Regions from separate parts of the Ovis aries genome. Here region 2 is linked to region 1. The links are chromatin contacts, called in public Hi-C maps. All regions are on one chromosome and are shown on one strand. Each heading gives the region's core, a stretch centred on a gene start, on an enhancer-like site or on the middle of the called end of the contact. The rest is flanking DNA. Distances are from core to core; before and after follow the strand shown.

Region 1 (4,111 bases), core at 779-3,278:
CTGGTGGTCCAGTGGTTAAGCATCTGCTTTGCAATGCAGGGGACACAGGTTTGGTCCTTGGTCAGGGAGCTAAGATCCCGTGTGCCACAAAGCAGTTAAGCCCGTGCCACAACTAGAGAATCCTCCATGTGCCAAAATGAAAGATCCTTCATGATGCCACAAAAATCCTGGATACAGCCAAATAAATATGTTTTAAAAAGAGAGAATTCTTAAAAAAAAAAGAAGAAGAAGTAAGTTCCAAAGGGGGCAAGGGCCTATTCATTTACCGGTGAATCCCCAGTGTGAAAAGCAATGTCTGGCATAAAACAAATACTCAATATGTCTGTTGAATGAATGAATGAGTGAGTCGTGACTGCCAATAGTAGGCATCACATAGATTATGTCTTTTAATTCACTCAACTCCCTTTTGAGTTATTAACCCCATTTTAAAGATGAGGAAATTGATGCTCAGGGAAGATACATAACATGCTGAGGGTCACCTGACCAGTAAGTCATAAAGGTTGGATCCTAACCCGGATGTAACTCCAGAGTCCTTGTCCTAACTGCTGTGTGGTACCACTTCTCTATGAAGCTACGCTTTTAAAGACTGACTGGTGATGGGAATGGTAAGGGGGTCTCTAAGCTACTTCATGTGAAAGCTCTTTATGGGACGAGAAAGGCTCTTCACCTATAAAAAGCTTAACTTCAGTGAGCGTTTGTATATATGGAAACTACACCCAAATATTTGAAGAGCTGTAGTGTGGAACAAGAATGTTTTTATTCTGTACAGTCTGAAGGGCAGAAACTGGAATTAACAGAACAAATAAAGACAAATAAAGTCCCTGAGCAAGGTACAGAAGCTGAGGGTGCAGGTAGGGTTGAGGCAGAGGGACACAAGTCCTGGGCTTTCAGGAGTCCTTGACAGCAGTGTGATTCATCGACTATAGGATGGCAGAACTTCTCAGAAGACAGGGGCATAGGAGCTTCCTGAAGCAAGTCATGTTAAATGCTGATACAAGGCCAAAGAAAATGAAAGCAGAATAGGCCTGGGGTTAGACGAAAGGGGTCATCATGAGGGCCTCTTCAGGAGATGTTTCAGTATATTCCTGATTGGGATGCAGACGTAGAGGTTGGATTAAAAAGAAATGACAAGGGGGACTTCCCTGGTGGTCCAGTGGTTAAGACTCAGTGCTTCCAACGCAGGGGGTGTAGGTTCAATCCCGGTTCGGGGGACTAAGGTCTCATGAGCCACTAAGATGTCACATGCCACACAGCCAAAACATTAACGAAAGAAAGAAGTGACTGGGGAAGGAATGCAGATAGCTTTTGGAAAACTGGCTTGAGAGAAAAGGGGAAAATGAGAAAAATCATTCAAGGCCGCAGCAGAATCCAGGAGAGCTTTTCAAGATGGGGAAACCTCTGTGTTGGAAGCGAGTAGGGATTAAAGACTCTACCATATGGTGTCAGGAGCAAGTTTCCTTGTGCTTTGGAAAGAATGAGATGCAGGGTTGGGGACACCCCTTGGAGGTTTGAGAGAAACCTCAATCAGGTCCATTTAGAGGGCCTCTGGCATATTAAAAAATTTAAAAACTAAGATTGTTTTGAAAATATTTGGTGTATTTTAAATGCTTATTTAACAAATGAAAATTTTTAGCATAAACAGACAAGAATAGAGTGATATTCACAATATACCTCCAGGCATTTTTTTTGAACCACAAAATTTAAGACTTTTATCAATGTAAGACAGGGAGTAAAGGAGTCTCCTGGCCCCAGAGTGTGGATGACTTTGGAAGGATGGGTGCAGGTCAGAAACCCCCCTAGAAGGCTTGGGCATGATCTCTAAAAGCCTCAGAGAAGCGGCACAGAAATGGTCCACTCTTACAGGAGTCGCAGAGGCCTGCCTGCCTTGGCCAAAGGCGGTTCTGCCCCAGCATCCTGAGATCCCGGAGTGCAGCTCCACCGGCCGCTAACCTGAAGCGCCCAGGGTTCAGGCATCCTGGAGAGGTCAGTGCCTGAGGCGTCCACGGGAGGGCAGTGTGGCAACTCAGAGCCCGGGACTCCAGGGCCCTCTTTACCTCCTCTATCAGAACCCCTCTCCTGCAACCCCTCCCTTCCCCTCTTCCTTCCTGGAGTTATTCCAGGGCTGTTCACCAACCTCCATAAAGGGGCAGACGACGGAAACTCTTGACTTTTCCCTCTCTGCAGCTGGAAGACTAAGGCTTGTCATCCTGTCGCGCCCATAGTCCCACCCGTTTAAGTACAGGTGGCCTGGGTGGAAGTGTGGAAGTTGCGAAGTGGGAAGGGACAGGCCGGCGGTATCCTTGGCCCTGAGCGTGGCAGGCTTTGCCTCCGCCTCTCAGCTCTCCGGGGTTGGTTTGCAGTGCCAACACCTGGCACGAGGGGGCGCTACCACCCTGCAAAACCTGCCCAGCTGGTCTCTGCTGCAGTTTGGGCCGCTCCCAACCTGAGAGGATGGGGTGGGATCCTCTGGTCCCCTTCTCCAGCTTTCCTCCCTCCAGAATTTATGGGCAGTTTTGTGCAGGCGTGAGGTAGTTGGGAGGACCTCTGGAGCACAGGCCAGTAGAGTGGAGAAGAGACTCTGAGGACACCTGGAATGAAGCTTAGAGAGATGAAGGGAAGAGAGACCTTCCTGCCGGAGCTACAGGGCCCTGGTGCAGGCTGTCCTGAGTGTGCAGCCTAGAGGACTGGTATTTCCATAAGAGCTGGGCTGACACAACCCAATACCAATCATCCTCCGATTAAGGGCAGGCTGTGGGGTTAGGGCTTCCCTGGTGGCTCAGATGGTAAAGAATCTGCCTGCAACGAAGGAGGACCTGGGTTCGATCCCTGGATTGGGAAGATCCCCTGGAGGAGGGCGTGGCAATCCACTCCAGTATTCCTGCCTGGAGAATCCCTATGGACAGAGGAGCCTGGCTGGCTACAGTTTGTGGGTCGCACAGAGTCGGACAGGACTGAGTGACTAAGCAGAGCAGTGGGTATGATTGGCACATAAGGAGGAGGTCTATAGGGACAGAGCTGCTGTTGCGGAGTTATGAATCTCTTCCCTCAATACAGTTTCTTTCTTTTTTGAACCTTTTAAAGATTGAGGTGAAATATACAGTAAAATTTCTAAAAATGTAATAAACAAGTGCATATAGCTCATATAGCTTTTTAACCTATACATTTACTATGTCACATACTTCTTGCACATGTATAGAATACTTATGTATTCACAACTACAGCTGTTTTTAAAAAATATTTATTTATTGAAAACTTTTTATTTTGTATTGCATGTGCACGTTAGTTGCTCAGTCTTGTCCGACTCTGCAACCCCGTGGACTGTAGCCCATCAGGCTCCTCTGTCCATAGAATTCTCCAGGCAAGAATGCTGAAGTGGGTTGTCATTCCCTTCTCCAGGGAATCATCCTGACTCAGGGATCAAACCTGGGTCTCTGGCATTGCAGGCAGATTGTTTGCCCTGGTAAGCCATTTTGCACTGGGGTATAGCGAGTTAACAATGTTGTGATAGTTTCAAGGGCACAGCAAAGGGACTTAGCCATACATATACAATATTTATTTATTTGACTGTGCTGGATCTTCGTTTCGGCACATGGGATCTTTAGTTGTGCCATGCAGGATATGGTTCACTGACCAGGGATCAAACCTTGGCCCCCTGTACTGGGAGCATGTAGTCTTAGCCTTGGGACCACCAGGGAAGTCCGTAACTACAGCTGTTTATGTATGTACATCACAGCTCTCACTGCCAATTCAAGTCAGTAAACTTTTATTAAGAGGGGCTCTTGTGTACCTAGCACCATCCTACTCTTTTGTAAGGAGTGAGAACAGAATGTTTGTCCGGTGGCTGTGATGGGATCAGCTGTGTTAACGAATCTTGGTCATTCCTCCACAGAAAGGGCAATGGCTGGCTGTATGATCTCCCCGCAGTGCCCGGATTCTTGGAATCCACAACAGGATGACATTTCTGCTGTGTCTGAATATACAAACTCGTGGAACCTCAGGAAGATATTGTGGGACCCAGGGTATTGGGTCAGGGCAGCCATGCTCCTAGCACAGAGCCAGGCACTGAGTGTGAGGCCCAGGAGAGTGTTTTGAGGCATTGATCTTGCTTGCT
Region 2 (4,111 bases), core at 670-3,169, 280 kb after region 1:
CACTGTGATGGCAAGTGAGCCACTTCACCTTTCTCCATTTGTGAAAGGGAGGGACCATACCCTGCCTACTGCTTGGCTTTCCTGTGAAGGTCAAAGCCAGATCATGTTTGCTTTGGTGTTGCACAGACACGCTATTCTTCATAAAGATTCCAGATAAGGATGTTGCCTCACCCACGTCCCCCAGTAAATCTCTGGAATAACTTGGGTCAGCAAGGAGAGGCAAGGCCTCCCTAGAGTTTGCTAAAAATAGTGTCTCACTGTCTCCACTGGAAAAAATTCCTATTTCATGTTAGCCCAGTTTCCTCCCATCAAGGCTAGAAGCATGAGATGGAGACCAGTTGCTGACCACTCTCTGAACCACAGTCCTTCATCTACTCAAACTCTCTGAAGTCCTGCCAACCATGTCTCACATTTATATGCTCTTTCCCTAATCGTCCCTTTTTCCCTCCTTGGCTGAATTCTGTGTGGGTGGCTCAGGAAAAGGGTAGACAATCACGCTTTCTGCTTCTCGGGGGGATTTTTAAAGAATCTGACAACAGAAGGGCTCTCTCCCCTGGATCCTATTGCCTCTGGAATGGGAGTGTGCCCACATTTCCAAAACAAACAGTGAGAACGGGCTGCCCTTTTCCCAAAGGTGGTGAGAACCCTCTGGGATGACGTGTGGTGTTCTGGCTTGGGATGAGGGCTGCCCAGAGAAACGACCCATTGGGGGTGGTCTACTTTCATCAGACGTTGCCTCTAGCTCCAGGGGGCCCCTTTTGGGGGAGAGGCTTGTGCCGTATGGCGTGTGGATTCTTAGTTCCCCGACCAGGAACTGAACCCAATGCCCCCTGCAGCGGAAGGCAGAGTCCTAACTGGGGACTGCCAGGGAATCCCCAAGGGGGCCGTTTTGAAAGCAGAGAGGCCCCCAGAGGGTGAGAGGGGAGATAAAAAGCAAGAGTGTTCAGGGGTGTTGCAAAGAGCAGAGTGGGCAGCCTGGAGTGCCTTGGGGCCGGGAGGGCCGGCTTTGTTCTGAAAATTGGCTGCAGCCTTGCCAGGGCCTCCCATAGCTGTAATTTCTCCTCCCTCAAGCTCTTCTGGAAGCCATGGAGGGGGAAAGAAAATGAATATGATGGTGAAACCAGAAGCTCCTGGGGCATAATGAGGGGAGAAATGCCTGTCTACTGTGGGCAACAGAGACACACTGGTGAAGCAGCAGCCCCACTTTTATCTCAGCGTGGTGGTCCAGCCTGACCCAGCTCTACCGACCCCCAGGCAGGGTCTCTGTTCAATTTTCTAGGCATTCCCTTAAAATGTGCATTCAGTTTACTATGCTGAAACTGTGCATGTGTTAATAGGAACGGTACTTTACTGTATAATTTACCTGTGCTAAAATGCACAAATCTTATGTGTACAGTTGGGCTTATTTTGACATGTCTCTACACCTGTGTAAATCACCCAAATCAAGATGCAGAATATTTCCACCACCTGGAAGCTTCCCTGGGGCCCCTTTCCAGCCAGTCCTTGCACCCCAGAGGCATCCACTGTTCCCATTTCTGTCGCTGGTGATTAGTTTTGCTTGTTCTTGAGCTTCATCTGTGTGGAGTCCTATCGTTTGTACAGAGCCTGAATCCCTGGGGCCTGGCCTGTGTCTGCACTTGGCAGGTATGCACTGTGAGAGCAGCCTTGGTTCTTAAACTACCCTGTGAGAGAGCACTGATCCCACTGGGAAACTGAAGCTGTGGGTGGTTAGTGAGATGCCCACAGGGCAGGAGGTAGTGGTGGATCCTGGTGGCCAGCCCAGGCTCCCTGATTCTGAATCCAAAGCTCTCTCCAGGCTCCCAGGGGACTGCCCCACCCGCTCCCTGGGGGCTCCTATCTAGTGCTCTGGATGAAGGAGCCTCGTGATCCTGGGCAGGTAGCGCCCCCTGCTGTCTACGGGGCCAGACCCTACACTCTCTCTCCTCCAAGGGATGTGACAGGATCACCCGGGCAGGAGCCCAGGTCAGTGATGGACAAAGGGCAGGGGCTCGGCTCCTGGAAGGAAGTCTCCTGTCCTTTTATTTACCTCTGAAAAGACATTTTCTTAAGCGTTTGGGGGTTTTCCTTCCTCAAAAGAAGCGGATTAAGGGAGAAGAGGCCTCTTTGGTGGAGCTCTGCTGCCCCCAGGTGGGTGGCTGGGACACTACCACAGAGCCGGACGTCCAAACCCCGCGGTTTTCAGGTCTCAGGTTCCCATGGTCCTTCTGTGGCTCTCCATCTCCCGGCCTCCCGAATCCTGGTCTCCTTGGCTTCTGAGAGCCAGATGTCCCTCTAGACCATCATCTTGCACTTCAACCCTGACCTGGAGCGGTTCCTTGGAGAACCAGCTCCAGCCGTGCATAGGAGGGGGAGATGTGCCCACACCTCCCGGGGAGGGCGGGCTGGACAGAAGCCTAGAGGGCCTGTCAGCATAAAGAAATGGTGTGATCGAGTGAGATCAAGGTTTGATCTTAGGACTTGGCTGGGGGGGAGGGGGTGATAGGCGGGGCGGGGGTACTTCTCGCTGTGGGGTGCGCGGCCCCCCTGCCTGCCGTGGGCGTGGGTGCCGCCGCCAGGGCCCCGCCGGCCCTTCCCAGCTCGCCGCCTTCCTGTCGCACCTGCGGTCGTGGTGGTGTAACGGCCCGGCCCTCCCGGCCCCGGCACGTGGCCTGGGGTGATGCTATCTCTAACTCGGTATTTTTAACTCGTTTTTTCCAGAGGATGTGGCTTCTGTGGGAGAGCTTCAAAGGGTGCCCCACTTGCCCCTCGCGGCAGCCATGACGTCATGGAAATGGGAGGGGCCGCCCCAAGGCCCCCCCCCCCAAACACCTGCACGGAAGTGGGAGACTTTTTCCACTTCCTGTCCTACATCTGGCTACTGACTCAATGTCTGACCTGCTTATTAATTTCAAAATATAGCTCTCAGTGTGATACTCAGAGGAAACCTTACTCATCTGTGTGTCTGGGTGAAACTAGGCCTGAATCCCAGGTGGCAGGGCACCCACCTGCCAGCCTCCTGGCTTCTCAGTGTGCTCATTAACAGAGTGACAGTGACCGGGGCTTGCAGACCTCCCCAGACCCACCCATCAGTCAGAAGCTCTTCTTCCCACAGGTTGCTCCCAGAGGTAGATGGAGAGAGAATTTTAAGACAGGACTTGTGGAGAAAGTGAGGTGAATGGTAAGGCCTCCTGCAGCCCTGGACCTGGGTGTGGCCCTTCAGTAACAGGAGGGCTGATTCCTAGAAGCCCTGTGTGCTTTCCCATCCCCCAGGCTCTGGATGAGTGCCCACTGAGGCTGCTCTGGCCAAGGGACCATCACTCAGGTTCTGCTTTTCCTGATAGTTCCCGACAGGTTACTCTTAGCTCTTGGCTAAATTATGAGATGCCTTCTCAGGAGGCTCAACGGTAAAGAATCTGCCTGCCAATGCAGGAGACACAGGAGACTCGGGTTCAGTCTCTGGGTCAGGAAAATCCCCTGGAGTAGGAAATGGCAATCCACTCCAGTATTCTTGCTTGAAAACTCCCATGGACAGTGTGGCAGGCTATAGTCCATGAGGCTGCAAAGAGTCAGACAACACTGAGTGACCACACATACACAAATTGTGAAAATGTGGCTCACTGGGCCACCTCGTCTATTAATCCCTGTTTTCCTTTCTCTTATGTTCCCTCACCCCCCCATACACATATACGTCTTCGCTCCTTCCCCAGTGCCTCCAGAGCCCCCTGCCTCATTTATTTGTTCACTTGCTGCTTAAGTGTATATTAAGCATCAATTGTGTGCCAGGCACTGTGCTGGGTGTTACAGACACACGGATGAACACCATATACTTCCCATCCCAAGGAGCTCATAATTGAATGGATTTTCTTGCTGAGATAGTACCTGATAACTAAAGTGATATCTGTTAAAGGCTTTACATGTGACCCCATGGGAGTTAGATTTTATGGGCAAACCAAGAAGAAAACAATTCTTCAAGACTCGGATGGCTACCCCTCCAATGGGGGGTCGTGGTGAGCGGTGCTCTGTTGTGGCTGAGACCCCACCCAAGTGTTCCTGAAGCACATACTGGTGTAGCCTGCCCCTTTCTTGACCAGATCGTGATTCCAGTTGGGCT

Evidence for each region. A called contact is a pair of places that touch in the nucleus more often than the background predicts.
Region 2: a Hi-C map of hypothalamus shows a contact between it and region 1, with 3 times the contacts expected there. The contact joins two enhancer-like sites. A contact is called at or near these places in 3 of 16 Hi-C or Micro-C datasets (hypothalamus, liver and skin fibroblasts).

Annotation. Positions count from the first base shown.
Region 1 is chr7:21,780,648-21,784,758 of ARS-UI_Ramb_v3.0, forward strand. No RefSeq gene overlaps it. Among named protein-coding and RNA genes, the nearest start is that of LRP10, 7.1 kb to the left of the region's middle. Within about 2 kb of position 2,029, at least 40 of the 54 cell types and tissues checked have an H3K27ac peak or open chromatin away from gene starts, as enhancers often do. A contact at or near this core is called in hypothalamus and liver, where this site is marked.
Region 2 is chr7:22,058,927-22,063,037 of ARS-UI_Ramb_v3.0, forward strand. No RefSeq gene overlaps it. Among named protein-coding and RNA genes, the nearest start is that of DAD1, 30 kb to the left of the region's middle. Within about 2 kb of position 1,920, at least 37 of the 54 cell types and tissues checked have an H3K27ac peak or open chromatin away from gene starts, as enhancers often do. A contact at or near this core is called in hypothalamus and liver, where this site is marked.